Regions from separate parts of the Callithrix jacchus genome. Here region 2 is linked to region 1. Evidence: chromatin contacts called from public Hi-C data. All regions are on one chromosome and are shown on one strand. The core of a region is the stretch at or near the end of the contact, and the rest is flanking DNA. Distances in the headings are between cores, read along the strand shown.

Region 1 (7,270 bases), core at 2,967-5,466:
GCCTATCAGCAGGGCTTGGGACATCCACAGCTCCCAAATCAAGCAGGGACCATGGGACAGAACGGATGGGGAAGCCCCTCAGCAGGTTCCCTGTTCCCTGTCCCCTGCCCAGTCCTGGACATGCAGCAGACCTATGACATGTGGCTGAAAAAACACAACCCAGGGAAGCCTGGAGAAGGGACCCCCATCAGTTCTCGGGAAGGGGAGAAGCAGATCCAGATGCCCACGGACTACGCGGACATCATGGTAATGCCCTCTCCCCCGAATGCTGTGGTCTGAGCCTGACCTGGGAGGGGCAGCCTGGAAGTCCCAGCTGGCGAACACTCAGCCTCTCCGAGGGAGGTGGTCCAGGCAGAGGTGTGGGGGACCGGGCACCCATGGTGGCTGTCTCCCCAGATGGGCTACCACTGCTGGCTCTGCGGCAAGAACAGCAACAGCAAGAAGCAGTGGCAGCAGCACATCCAGTCTGAGAAGCACAAGGAGAAGGTCTTCACGTCTGACAGTGACGCCAGTGGCTGGGCCTTCCGCTTCCCCATGGGCGAGTTCCGGCTCTGTGACAGGTGCTCCTGGGAGGGCAGGGCCTGGAGGGACATGGGGTATGGACCGAGGAGATGGAGTCTATGGCCAGCTCTGGCTCCTCTTGGTGTGGAGGTGGTGTGCAGAGAGTGGTGAGGCTTGGCTGTGAGTGCAGCCATGGGGGTAGGAAAGGATGAGATTGGGGGACTAGACTCAGACCTATCCAGACCCCTAATTTACAGGGTTGGAGCAGATCCCAGAGTGGGTCAGGACACCCAGGTTTTCCCTGAGCTGGGACCCAGCTGCCCAGGGAGAGGCTTGTCTTGCCCAGGGGAGGGCAAGTGGCTGGCCCAAGATTCACAGGCTGGGGTGGGAAGGGCACAGAGCACGGGCAGTGAGCCTCCTGCCACCCACAGGCTCCAAAAGGGCAAAGCCTGCCCAGATGGGGACAAGTGCCGCTGCGCCCATGGACAGGAGGAGCTCAACGAGTGGCTGGACCGGCGCGAGGTGCTGAAGCAGAAGCTGGCCAAGGCTCGCAAGGACATGCTGCTGTGTCCACGGGACGACGACTTTGGCAAATACAACTTCCTGCTTCAAGAGGACGTGGACCCTGCCATTGCCACCCCAGAAGCCCCTGCTGCTGCTGCCGCCACCACTGGGGAGTAGGGCCAGGTGTCGGCCATGGGCAAAGTCCTGGGGCCAGGGGGTGGGGTGGTGACAGAAGGCCTGATAGAAGGGTCAGGGCTGGCCAGTGGGGGGGTGGGGAGGCCGCCCTTATCAGGCAGCCCCCAGCCCCCTGGGGCCCCGTCCATCTTTTCCCCACCACCACCCCGGGTGTGCGTACCCAGGTGCACATGCTGCAACCCCTGGAGGCCCCAGGGTCCTCATCCCTCTGGAACCTGGGCAGCCCTTCCCCTACCCCCACGGCTCTCCTGGTTGAGGAGGGAGGGGCCTGGCTGACCCCTCCAGCTTCAGCCTCCAGCTTTAACTTCTGTCTGCTCCTAATGGGGCCCAAAGCTCAGGGCTGGGGAGCCTGGGGTCCCCACTTGAATCTGCAAGAGTAGGGTCCTTCTCCCTGCCCCATCCTCACTCCACCACCCCCCCGGGGGCAAATCAGGACATAACAGAGGGCAGAGGCCCCATTAGCTTTAAAATGTAGCCCCAGGAAGAAGCTGGGAACACTGTACTGGTCACTTACCCTCTGGAGCCTCAGCTTCCCCTCTGGAAGGATGGAAGGAGCTGGTCTAGATGATCTTTGGAACCTAAGGAGTCTCGGCCCTTTGAGGCCACCACCTGAACCCTACTCCCTCATGGGCCAGTGACTATAGATTGTAGGTCCTCAGAGCCTTCAGAGATGATCCAGCCCAAACCCTATTTTGCAGAGAGGAAAACTGAGGCCTAGAAGGGAGGAGTGGTCTGCCCAGGTTCCCAGCACAAAGTAGAGCTGGGATGAAAACAGGGCTCAAAAGACTCAGGGCCAATTATTGGCTGAGCCCACTGTCCCCTCACCAGGGATGTGGCGGTCTCTGAATCAGTGTGCTGGGGTCCCAGGCAGCGCTGCCTGGGGGCTGGGGAAGGGAGGCCCAGAGGAGGGCTGGCCATGTGAGCACCCCTTGAAGGGACTACTCCCTCCCGAGGATGGTCTCTTGGGGTACAGCAGCAGAGGTCGCCTCTCCACGTGCACTCTGGGAAAGGTGGCAGAGGGCAGGACACCATGAGCTCAGGATCTGCATGAGACGTGGGAGGTGGGAAGGGTGAGGGTCTGGGGGATGTGGAGAAAAGGGAGGCTTGACCTCGGGCACCATGGGCCACTCCAGGATGGGACACACCCCTCTTTCTTGGGGACCAGGCATGTCCTCTCCTCTAGACTCAGATACACAGTTAAAACCATCTGTCCTAGCCCCTCCCTGATCCCTGGCCCTACCAGCTGCCTGGGACTCCAGTGGACCCCCAGTTCCTGCCCCCACCCAGCAAGGCCTCTCTTGTCCCTCTCGTCTGACATGTCTGTGTGCACCCCATCCTCTCCAACCCACCCTCCATGGGCAGATCCAGCCTCCCCTGGTTCCCCAGACATTCCAGAATGCCCCACATCATTGGCACAGGAGTGGGGCAGCCCCGGAAGGAACCAGGGATTAGGCTGTGGAGGGGTGAGGAGGAGAAAAGGGACCATCCCATTCTCAAGCAAGGATTGCCAGTGCGCGCTGACAGTGATGGGCTGCCCAGGGCTGGACGGGATGCTGTTCCTCTCACCGCCACTGCCCGACCTTTCCTGATAATCGTAGCATGCACCCTTTCCTCTTCCCTGCCCCGCCTCCTACCCCAGCAGGCCACTGCAGTTTGGGTGCTGGTGGTATGGCTGGAGGAGAGGGGAGACCACACCCAAGGTGGGGGTCGTGGCTGTGATATCGATGATACTCGTTTTCCCTGATCCGTGGTGTTGCAGTCTGTCGTCACCAGCCTTGTTTCTAGTGTGTATATATGTCGCCCCCATGATGCATATATACACAGGTATTAAATATATCGCTCTATATAATATTATATATGTGTGTGGTATCCAAGGAATCACTTTTATGAGGGCTAAAGATAAAGAATTTGGCCAGAAAATGCAGCCATCCTTGTGTGATTAGGAGGGTTTTGGGGGTCATCGTACTATTTGCAAGGCGACAGGGACTGGAGCCGTGGCTCAGAGGTGATTCGGGCAGCCAGGGGCAGGAGCCAACCTCCCCAGGCCCAACTCTGCCAGCTTCCCAGACCACCCCCATCGAGTGCAGACAGTGGGAGTGCTCAGGGAAAGAAAGTGATTTGTATTTCTCCCCGCCAAAAGGAACAGGATTCAAGACCAGAGTTTTAATCTTCAGCCTGTGATCTGTCCAGGGACCCTTGGGATCTGGGGCTCCCTGGCCTGGCCAGAGCTGAAGACCCCACAGGGTAAGAAAGGGAGAGTGGGAGGCAGAGTATAATATGGTGGGGAGCAGACAAGAAGACACTTTTAATGATGAGGGTAACTATTTCAGTTGTGAGCCTTCTAGGGCCCCCAGCTGGGAGGCTCAGAGGGCGGAATCCAGGACCTGTGTTTACCCCTAGCAGGCAGGGACAAGATGGCATGGCAAGCATGGGGCCGGGGGTGGGTGGGGAGGGATGCTGCATTTCTCAGCCGGGCAGTAATCAATTTAATGGTCCTTTAAAATGTCTGTGTATTAAAAATTTAAGAATACCACACTTTAATATTAAATATTCATAAGGTCTAGTATCTTGATAATAATGTAGATGTTTTAATAACAATTTTTGTCCTTCTTAAAATAAAATGAAAGAAACTTGCTTCTTTAGCCTTTGTTCTAGAAAATAAACTTGTGCACTTTGACCTCTGTCCCCAAGGTGTCGCTCCTGTTCCTCCCCATCTGGCACTTGTATCCAGGGCCTGAGCTACTCTGTCCTCTGGAGACAGATCTGGCCAGTGCTAGCTATTCTGAGGAATGTTAGGCATGCTAAGGGGTAAGGGACAGGTCTGTGTCCCTGTGTACACACGGAGGCCAGCTGACCCCGGCTCCGGCAGCATTTCACTGGCAGTGACAAGTGGCGCTCTATACAAGTGGCCCAGCAGCCATCCTTCCCTGGCTCATCCGAAGCCTGCCTGCTCTCAATCTTCCACGTGGGGCTGCCAGAGGTGCCCACACTTCCCTGCACTTATGCTGCAGCGTGTGCCCAGCTGGGTTCCAAGGCCTGCCTTTGCCCTTTCTGGAGGGGGCTCTTCCAGGAAGGCAGGGGACCATGCCTTCCCTATGATCTCGAGTGTGATTCCAACTGCAACCCTGGCATCAGTGAACCCAAGGGAGACTGAAGTCACATGGGTCCAGTTTTCTCATCTTTAAAAGGAACTAGCGGGGTCCGGTGGTTCACATCTGTAATCCCAGTACTTTGGGAGGCCAAGGCGGGTGGATCACCTGAGGTCAGGAGTTGAAGACCAGCCTGGCCAACATGGTGAAACCCCGTCTCTACTAAAAATAGAAAAATTAGCCGGGTTTGGTGGTGGATGACTGTAATCCCAGTTACTCAGGAGGCTGAGGCAGGAGAACTGCTTGAACTTGCCAGGCGAGGTTGCAGTGATTCAAGATTGCACCATTGCACTACAACCTGGGTGACAGAACAAGATCTGTCAGAAAATAAATAAATTTCAGAAAATATCTCAGAAAATAAATAAAAGGATCTGATAGATGTGGAGTTCTAAGTCAGGGACACCTGTATCTGCTGGGGTGGGAGGTACTTTGTCAAATCTTTTGGATTGTGCATGGCTGTAGGTGATAGAGGGGTCCCGTGGGGAGGGACTGCTCAGGTCCAAGAACAAGCTTTCACCAGACAGCTTTTTTTTTTCTTTTTCCCTTTTTTTTTTTTTTGAGACATAGTCTTACTCTATGGCCAGGCTGGAGTGCAGTGGCACAATCTTGGCTCACTGCAACCTCTGCCTCCTGAGTTCAAGCAATTCTCCTGCCTCAGCCTCCTGAGTAGCTGGTACTACAGGCACCCACCACCACACCTGGCTAATTTTTGTATTTTTGGTAGAGACGGTTTCACCATGTTGGCCAGGCTGGTCTCAAACTCCTGACCTCAAGTGGTCCACCTGCCTTGGCCTCCCAAAGTGCTGGGGTTATAGGCATGAGCCACTGCTCCTGGCTTCCCAGATAGCTTTAAACTGCAGTGTGGAGTGGACTAGGACAGAAGTTCAGGACCAGAGAATTGCCTAAGGGAATCATTTGGGCCAGGTATGCAGTAGGCGCTCAGATGCTTGATAAATGATGTAAGGAGCAAAATCAGCCAGCTTCTTTTTTTTGAGATGGAGTCGCCCAGGCTGGAGTGCAGTGGTGCAATCTCGGCTCACTGCAACCTCCGCCTCCCGGGTTCAAGCGATTCTCCTGTCTTAGCCCCCTGAGCAGTTGGGATTACAGGTGTGCACCACCACACCCAGCTAATTTTTGTATTTTTAGTAGAGATGGGGTTTCCCCATGTTGGTCAGGCCAATCTACCCTCTTCAGCCCCCTAAAGTGTGGGGATCACAGGTGTGAGCTACCGCACCTGGCCAGCAGCCAGCTTTATTGAGCATCTTGTTTGCGGCAGCTACTGTGCAGATAGTACATCCGTCTCCCACAACAACCGTGGAAGTCTGCTGTCCACATTTATAGCCCAGAGAGTTTCAGGGAAGGTTCCAAGGACCCTCAGAAAGGAGGCAGAAAAAAGATCGAGAATCACTGGGAACTGGGTATCGGCAAATATCTCTTTGGCTTTGACATTCTGGAATTCACAGCACCTCTGAGTGCACTGTGAAAAATCAAAGTGGTGTGGCAAGGCAGAGCTCCCACAAGAAAAATATAGACTCATCCTTAGGCTGGAGAGATCATGTGCCTGCATCAAAACCTTCCCTGGGTGGCTCACTCCTGTAATCCTGCTTTGGGAGATCAAGGCAGAAGAATCATTTGAGGCCAGGAACTTCAGACCAGCCTGGGCAACAGTAAAACTGCATCTCTACCAATAAAAGAAAAAGTAAAATTAGCTGGGCATGGTGGTGCACACCTATGGTCCTAGCTACCTGGGAGGCTGAGGTGGAAGGATGGCTTGAGCCCAGGAGGTTGAGGCTGCAGTGAGTCATCATCACACCACTGCACTCCAGCCTGGGCGACAGCAAGACGCTGTCTCAAAAACTCAAAACAATTTTAAAAAGCAAAGAGTAAGACAAGCAAGACTTCGGTAAACCTAGTGGAATAAATTCATACATTCTGGTCAATTCCCTTAAATTCTCTTCTGGTCCTCACATGGCTCAGATTGGGAAACATCATCAGCTCAGTACCCACATAACAAGATTGCCACAGAAACTGCTTTCCCTTCAGTTCAGTGCTAAAGGAGACCAACCTAAAAGTAGATTATATAGAATGATGTGATGGGGGTGAGCGGGGGAGACACCTCATCCAGGCTCGGGAGCCAGGGAGGGCTTCCTGGAGGAAGTGAAACTGGAATTGAAGCTTCAAAAAGATTCGTCATTGTAATCCATGTTGCTCACTGTTCTGCATCTTTCTCTTAATTTTTGTTTCACATGTGCAGTTCCATGCACCCGTGTCACCTAGATACTTATGGTCAGTGGCTGGTACTCCTCCTATCAATGAGTCGGAGCTGGCTTCAGCAGCTCCCAGTTACCGAACACCAGTCTGGTCTTCAGCCCTGTGAGGAGGGGGCCTCAGTGAGCACGACCAACACAGCACACCAGCTGACTCAGCTCTGCACCTCTCTAGAGAAAGCCCTTGGGAGTTCTGCAAAGACCTGCATATGTCTATCCCCACACCTGGGAGCCCTTTGCAACCTCCCTGCAAAATATCCCCAGGTCTTCAGGAAAAGGCAGCCAGAGCCACTGGACCTGCTCAATTGATGATCGTAAGATTATGTCAACCTCTTTTGGCACTTTCATTTCAGATCTAGAAGTGAATATGCGCTGCTGGTCAAAAAGAGGACAAGGCACAGGAAACTTTTTTTTTTTTGAGACAGAGTCTTGCTCTTGTCTCCCAGTCTGGAGTGCAATGGCACGATCTCAGCTCACTGCAATCTCTGCCTCCCAGGTTCAAGTGAGGACTCAACCTCCTGAGTAGCTGAGATTACAGACACCTGCCACCACATTAAGTTAATTTTCGTCTTTTTAGTAGAGACAAGTTTTCACTATGTTGGCCAGGCTGGTCTCGAATTCCTGACCTCAGGTGATCCACCCACCTTGGCCTCC
Region 2 (7,270 bases), core at 2,895-5,394, 150 kb after region 1:
GAATTGTGTGCTCTGTGGGGACAGGGACTGTGGCTTACGTATTCCTCTCTATCTCTGAGTGTGGGGCCCCGTCGGTACAGAATAGGTCCTTAATATGCGTGTGTGTTGTGTGGACAGAGGCTGAATTTCCAGGTGTATGTTCTAGGCGTTAGTCCTTCCCAGCCCTCACCCCCATCTGTCCAGCACACCCACAGACCGGGGAGGTCACTGTCATGGCCAGTGTCATCTTGACACCTTCGGCAGTTCTTATGTCTACCTGACCTCTCCCCTGGATGTGGACCACACGTGTCTACACTGTGTAGATCACCTCGAATTTTGTGTGTCCCACCTTCATGGATCCAGCTTTTACAACCTTGAGGCTCTTGAGGGATATACTCGTCTTAAATCCTTGTACATGGCAGCCTTGACCGGTTCTTCCCAGCCACGCCTTCCCACTGCATCCCCAGGAGACAAGACCTTTTGCACCTTAGAGTCTTCTGGGCAGATGCTCAGCCTGAGGCAGAGGCTCTGGGGTTTCCATAAGATTCCTGGGAGCACTGGTGGGTGCTGAGAGTTCACAGAGCCCATCACACCTCTCATCTTCCATGTTCTTCCCCACATACATGGTTGGGTCACTAATTTCATCTGGCAGACGAGCAGCAGAACCTCAGGTGAAGGCTCTTGCTGCACAACAATCAATAAAAATGTCGCCTTGCCCAGGCACGACTCCCCAGCTCATGGACAGGATTTCATCCAGCCATCACAGTGATCCAGTGACGTGAGCATGATTGTTAGCTATTTTTTTTTTTATAAGGAAACTGAGCTCGGAGAGGTGAAGTGACTCGTCTAAGGTCCCACAACAACTAGTAGGTGTTGGGGCCAGACCTCAGACCCCCACACAGGATGCCTGGCCGGGGCTTACCGGGCAGTGTCCTGCAGCTTCAGGGGGCTGGCACCTCAGAGGTGCCTGGGCTGCACTCAGGTGTTGATCATATACCTCTGCTGCCTTTCTTAGCAGATGTTTTGGGGGAAGTGCCCCTTCCAGTTGGGAGGAACATCTCAGTAAAGGGAATACTGTGAAATGGGACAGGTGATGAGGCAAGGCAGCGTCGTGCCGTGAGCAGGTCACATGGGTTCTCAGAGCCACCTCCAGATGCCAAGTGGATAAGGCATCACCTATTCTTTGCAGTTGAGGAGAAGTTCATAGCTTTGTGCACCTGTTAGGGCCCCAGGGCTTCTTCCTCAGGGGCCTGTGGGGCTGGAGTCAGCTCCTGGAAGAATCGCCCACCCAGATGAGGTGGGAACACTCCACAGCCAGGATGAGGCAGGGCCCAGGCCCATCACAGGACACAGTTTCTCTGGTTCTTGTCACATCTTGGGGTCATGGTGATATGGGTGGTTACGGTGCTACAAATGAGGAAACTGAGGCACAGGGTGGCACTCACAGGCCCAAGCCATAGAGCAGGAACTACCAGAGCTATTCAGGAGTGCAGGCCACCTGTCCCCCCAGGCTCTGGTTCTTCTTGGTCACGCTGGAGACAGCCTGGACTAAACGGGGCTGCTCCCACCAGTTCTATCCCAGGAGAGTGGCTAGACGTGGGTGGGAGGCCCAGGGTCAGTGGGGCCATTTCGTAGACTCTTTTTGGGCCCCATCTCCATTCTCGGCTAAGGGCTTCTAAATTTAACATCTTGGATTATTTTTCAGATTATTCTGGAAAACTATGCATACCCTGGGGTTCTTCTGATTGGCACTGACTCCCACACCCCCAACGGTGGCGGCCTGGGGGGCATCTGCATTGGAGTTGGGGGTGCCGATGCTGTGGACGTCATGGCTGGGATCCCCTGGGAGCTAAAGTGCCCCAAGGTGAGGGTGGGGATGGACTCATTCTGGGCTGGCTGCGGGGTGGTGGTTGGCGGGTATGTACAGGAGATGGTGGAACCCAGGAGGGAAACGGGAACAAGTCAGACTTGAATCTTCTGGGAGGGAGGCAGGGACCAGTAAGCAGAACTGGGAATGCCAGCAGGTCCATCCTGACTTTGTGGCTGGCACAGGCACACATGGCCTCTTAAAGCTGCCTCACCCCCTCCTGTCCAGGTGATTGGTGTGAAGCTGACAGGCTCCCTCTCTGGTTGGACCTCACCAAAAGATGTGATCCTGAAGGTGGCAGGCATCCTCACAGTGAAAGGTGGCACAGGTGCAATCGTGGAATACCATGGGCCTGGCGTAGACTCCATCTCCTGCACTGGTGAGGAAGGCGGTCAGGCGACATGGCCTGTGTCCTGTGTTGGGCCTGATGGGTCTCCAGTTGGGAGTAGAAGCAGTGAATGGCCCTCACCTGAGAATCTGTTTGTTCCATTTGGGGGCTTGGGATAGACAGAGGTAGAAGGAAATTGGAGACAGTGTTAGAGATTGTCTAGTCCACACCTTCATTAAACAGGTTAAGATATTGAGACCCTCATCAAGGCTGCCAGTGTCTTCCTGTGGCCATACAGAGGTAGGAGCCAAGTCAGCTCCTGCTGCTGGGCCCAGGCCAAAGCACTAGGCCACCTTGGGTGCTCCAGACGAATCCAGAGAGGACAGAGCAGTGTGGAAATGGGCAGAGCCAGGGCTTCACTCACGAAGCAGCCTCAGGCCTACATCCTCCCTTGGCTGAAGTTTGAGCCTCACTCACTTCCCTTGGATTAGAGATCAGTGCCTGTCAGTCTCCAAGACCAGGTAGGCGCTGGCCCCTGTCAGTCTCCAAGACCACGTAGGTGCCGGCCCCTCCCTACCGGTCACTCCTGGTGACCTGGCCTCGATGCCGGGGCACTCAGAAATCCAGGGAGATTTGGAACACTCCAGACCTCCCAGATGCCTGCCTGGGCTCCACGGCAGCCCCGCAGAACTCTGATTCCCCTCCAGCGATGGGGGTTAATTCCTGCCACAAGGCTGCTCATTTGGGAAGTTGGTAACAGGCCCATCCCTCCATCCCAGCGGCTCCTGAGGTAGGTGGCCTGGTAGCAGTTGGGGTACCTGTAAGCCCTACCAGTTCTGTGATCTTTGTGGTCCAGACAGTGTATATTGTTGGATTTTTTTTTTGAGACAGTCCTTACTCTTTCCCAGGCTGGAGTGCAGTGGTGCAATCTTGGCTCACTGCAGACCTCTGCCTCCTGTATTCAAGTAATTTTCTGGCCTCAGCCTCCTGAGTAGCTGAGATTATAGGTACATACCACAATGCCTGGGTTTTTTTTTTTTTTAAAGTAAAGATGGGGTTTCAGCATGTTGGCCAGGCTGGTCTCAAACTCCTGACCTCAGGTGATCTGCCTGCCTTGGCCTCCATCGCTGGAAAACCTAAGACAGAAAAATGTCTCCACCATGGTGTGGCTGAAGGAGGGCAGGACACTAGGCAGACAGACCCGAATGCCAGCATCTACCTTCATTTGCTTTACGGCATGATCTTGAATCTCTCTGAGCCAAACAGAGTAGCAACTGGGCACAGCAGGTGCATGGGACCCTGGCCTGGCCACCAGCCAATGCCTAGGGCTTGGTTGCTTCACAGGCATGGCGACAATCTGCAACATGGGCGCAGAAATTGGGGCCACCACTTCTGTGTTCCCTTACAACCACAGGATGAAGAAGTACCTGAGCAAGACCGGCCGGGCAGGTGAGCTGGCAGGGGCAGGCCCGAGTGGGTGGAACAGTCACCTGCCACTCCTCCCCAAGACTGAGCTATGCCTTTCCCTGGAGGGACACTTGCAGAGCCATTGTCTTCAGACAGGCTTCCGAGGCTCTGAGAAACCTTTGAAGATGTATGATATGTTTCTGAGTAGGGTGTTTGGAGCGCTCTTCAGCTTCTCAAAGGGCCTGGCATCTGAGTTCAAGATAGCCCCACCTCAGGATGGGAATTCATTTTCCCTGGAAGGTGGCTGAATGCCTGCCCTTCTTGGCCTGGTCCCTGCTGCCCCCTACAGGAAGCTACAGGAATGACAGGGATCACTTTTGTTGGTAATTCCTGACCTAGCAGGGGGATATGTGGAAGGAGAACCACCTTCCCAGCCTCCACTGACACTTTCCTGAGGCTCTAGCTTGGCTTATTTGGAGCTCAGAGGGTATTGGCACCTGTGAAGGGAGGTGCGTGGGGGGAGTGAACGAGGAGCCAGAGATTAGGGGCCATGGGGAGAGCCATAAGCCTGAGGAGTACTTGGAAGGCCCTTCCCTTTCCTTATTGAGTGACGGCTTCTTCAAAACCGTCAAACTCTTCACTTACACGACACCCTCCCCAGCTCTGAACCTTAGCTGGTGCTCCTCTGTGTCTCTCTGTCCCTGACAGCTCCTGCACTAGGCTGTGAGCTCTTTAAGGGCAGGGACAGCAGCCTTGGTTTCTTCACTGGCCTAGTTAGTGCCCAGGGCCTGGTGTTTGGCAGGTGCTCAGGTGGGTGGCAGGTGAACTCTCTAGACCAGTTTCTGTTTCACGTGCTCCATCCTCATCCCTTGTTGATTTCAGACATTGCCAATCTAGCTGATGAATTCAAGGATCACTTGGTGCCTGATCCTGGCTGCCATTATGACCAACTGATTGAAATTAACCTCAGTGAGGTGAGAAGATGATTGAGTTCAAGGAGTTTCTGAGAATAGAGGGGAATAGGGTGGGTCCTGCCTAAATACTCATTGAGGGCTGGGTGGTGGTTCACACCTGTGATCCCAGCACTTTAGGAGGCCAAGGCAGGTGGGTCACTTGAGGTAAGGAGTTTGAGACCAGCCTGTCCAACATGGTGAAACCCTGTCTCTACTAAAAAAATATATATACAAAAAATAGCTGGGCCTGGTGGCATGTGCCTGTAATTCCAGCTACTCAGGAGGCTGATGCGGAAGAATTGCTTGAACCTGGGAGAAAGAGGTTGCAGCCAGCCGAGATTACACCACTGTACTCCAGCCTGGGTGACAGCAAGAATGTCTCAGGAAAAAAAAAAAAACTCAGCAGGGCTCGTGGGCCCTTGGTCCCCAGTGTTCTTGCAAACTGCTTCCTGAGGCAGGCTGGAGCAAGGGATGGGGAGGGGAGAGACCACAGCCACAGAGAGAGCAGAGGTGGCTCTGGCTGCTGAAACAGAAGCCGACGTCAGTTTGCCACCAGCTCGGCTTTAGCAGAAGCCAGGGTTTCACCCTGAAGAGGTTTTGTTATCAGAGTTCAGAGGGCGAAGCCCAGCAGCATTGGGCACCCTGAGACCCACAGATCAGAGCAGGTGTTTGCTGAGCCAGAGGAAGGGCCGGCTAGGGGGTCCCGACTGCAGGAGTTCACACCTCAGCTTTGCCACTTAAGCTGTGTGACCTTGGTCAGCACCAACCTCTGCGGGCCTTGCTTCCTCATGTGTGAAACCTACAGCAGTTCTGAGAATTGAATGAGTTCGTGTAACTAACATTGATGGAGGTTTACTGCATGCTGGGCACAGAGCTGAGTGCCTCACATTTACTGATTATTATGACATCTGGCTGTAAGTCCTTTCTTGTCGTAAGATTCCAAAAACAACATCGTATGGGCAATGATGGACTTGGGAAGCTGGTAACCTTGATCCATTCCAAGCCTCTGCCCTCTGCTAGCTGTGTGACCTTTAGCACAGCATGTCACTTCTGAGCTTCAGCTCCTTCATCTGCAGAACAGAGCTGAGCCCACCCTTGCAGAGGTGGAGGGAGCCTGGGAGCTGGTGTGTGCAGAGCCCCTGCTCAGGTCTTCCCTGTGATGACGTTTCAGCCACGAGAACAGTCACTGGCCTCTCTGTGGGGATGTGGTGAGGCAGTGAACGTGGCTGTCCCACTTGAAGGTTTCTTCCCTCCTCTCTTTTTTTGTTCCTTACATGTTTCTTCAGCTGAAGCCACACATCAACGGGCCCTTCACCCCTGACCTGGCTCACCCTGTAGCAGAAGTGGGCAAGGTGGCAGAGAAGGAAGGATGGCCTGTGGACATCCGAGTGGGTGAGCACCTTCCACCCATCTGTTTAGCAGGTCTCAGGGCCAGTGGCTCTGCCCACGGCTGTAGTCAATCACCTGTGCCTACTGTATGGCACTTTCTAAGGTGGGCACTTTCTGAAATAGGTTTATTATTATTGAAAACTTACTTTTTCGGCTGGGGGTGGTGGCTCGTGCTTGAAATCCCAGCATTTCGGGAGGCCAAGGCCAGTGGATTACTTGAGTCTACAAGTTCAAGACCAGCCTGGGCAACATGGAGAAACCCTGTCTCTTAAATACAAAAACAAGCTGGGCGGGCCGGGAGTGGTGGCTCACGCCTGTAATCCAAGCCCTTTGGAAGCCAAGGCGGGCGGATCACCTGAGGTGGGGAATTCAAGACCAGCCTGACCAACATTGTAAAACCCCATCTTTTAAAAAAAACCAAAAAAAAAAAAAAAAAAACTGGGCATGGTGGCATATGCCTATAGTCCTAGCTTCTCTGGAGGCCAAGGATCGAGGCTGCAGTGAGCCAAGATGGCACCACCGCATTCCAGCCTGGGCAACAGAGCCAGACTCAAAACTCCAGACTCAGGCAACAGAGCCTGTCTCAAAAAAAAGAATACTTTTTTGTGGCAGAAAAGAAAAATATGCTTATTATAGAGAATATTGTTGAGAATGTGTAAGAATTTTTTTTTTTTTTTGAGACTAGTCTCACACTGTCACCCGGGCTGGACTGTGGGGGTGCAATCTCGACTCACTGCAACCTCTGCCTCCTGGGTTCAAGCAATTCTTCTGCCTCAGCCTCCCCAGTAGCTGGGATTATAGGCATGAGCCACCACGCCCGGCCACTTTTATTTATTGAGATGAAATCTCTCCATTGCCCAGGCTGGAGTGCAATGGCGAGATCTCAGCTCACTGCAACCTCGGCCTCCCAGGTTCAAGCCATTCTGCCTCAGCCTCCCAAACAGCTGGGATTACAGGAACCTGCCATCACACCTAGCTAATTTTTGTATTTTTAGTAGAGACAGGGTTTCACCACATTGGCCAGGCTAGTCTGGAACTCCCGACCTCAAGTGATCCATCCACCTCGATGCCTCAAAGTTCTGGGATTACAGGCATAAGCCATTGCACCTGGCCAATCCCAAAACTTTTGAGAGGCTGAGGCAGGAGGATCATTTAAGACCTGGAGTTCAAGACCGGCCTGGGCAACATGGTGAGACTTCCTCTCTACAAAAAAATGTTTTTAATTAGCCAGGTGTGGTGATACTCACCTGTTGGTCCCAACTACTCGGAAGTTCTGTTGAGTAGTTAGAGGCTGCAGTGAGCAAGCCATGATGGTGCCATTGCACTCCAGCCTGGGTGACAGAGCAA

What was found. A called contact is a pair of places that touch in the nucleus more often than the background predicts.
Region 2: a Hi-C map of skeletal muscle shows a contact between it and region 1, with 8 times the contacts expected there. The contact joins two enhancer-like sites. A contact is called at or near these places in 2 of 3 Hi-C or Micro-C datasets (both in skeletal muscle).

What each region holds. Positions count from the first base shown.
Region 1 is chr1:192,165,610-192,172,879 of calJac240_pri, forward strand. It overlaps ZC3H7B (zinc finger CCCH-type containing 7B), which reads left to right. Exons shown (of 23, transcript XM_054239294.2): 21 at 113-246; 22 at 397-560; 23 at 933-3,834. The coding sequence ends at 1,182. Among named protein-coding and RNA genes, the nearest start is that of TEF, 7.4 kb to the right of the region's middle. Within about 2 kb of position 4,217, at least 5 of the 16 cell types and tissues checked have an H3K27ac peak or open chromatin away from gene starts, as enhancers often do. A contact at or near this core is called in skeletal muscle, where this site is marked.
Region 2 is chr1:192,316,382-192,323,651 of calJac240_pri, forward strand. It overlaps ACO2 (aconitase 2), which reads left to right. Exons shown (of 18, transcript XM_078335044.1): 5 at 1,685-1,843; 6 at 2,075-2,225; 7 at 3,519-3,623; 8 at 4,464-4,555; 9 at 5,821-5,926. Among named protein-coding and RNA genes, the nearest start is that of POLR3H, 36 kb to the right of the region's middle. Within about 2 kb of position 4,145, at least 5 of the 16 cell types and tissues checked have an H3K27ac peak or open chromatin away from gene starts, as enhancers often do. A contact at or near this core is called in skeletal muscle, where this site is marked.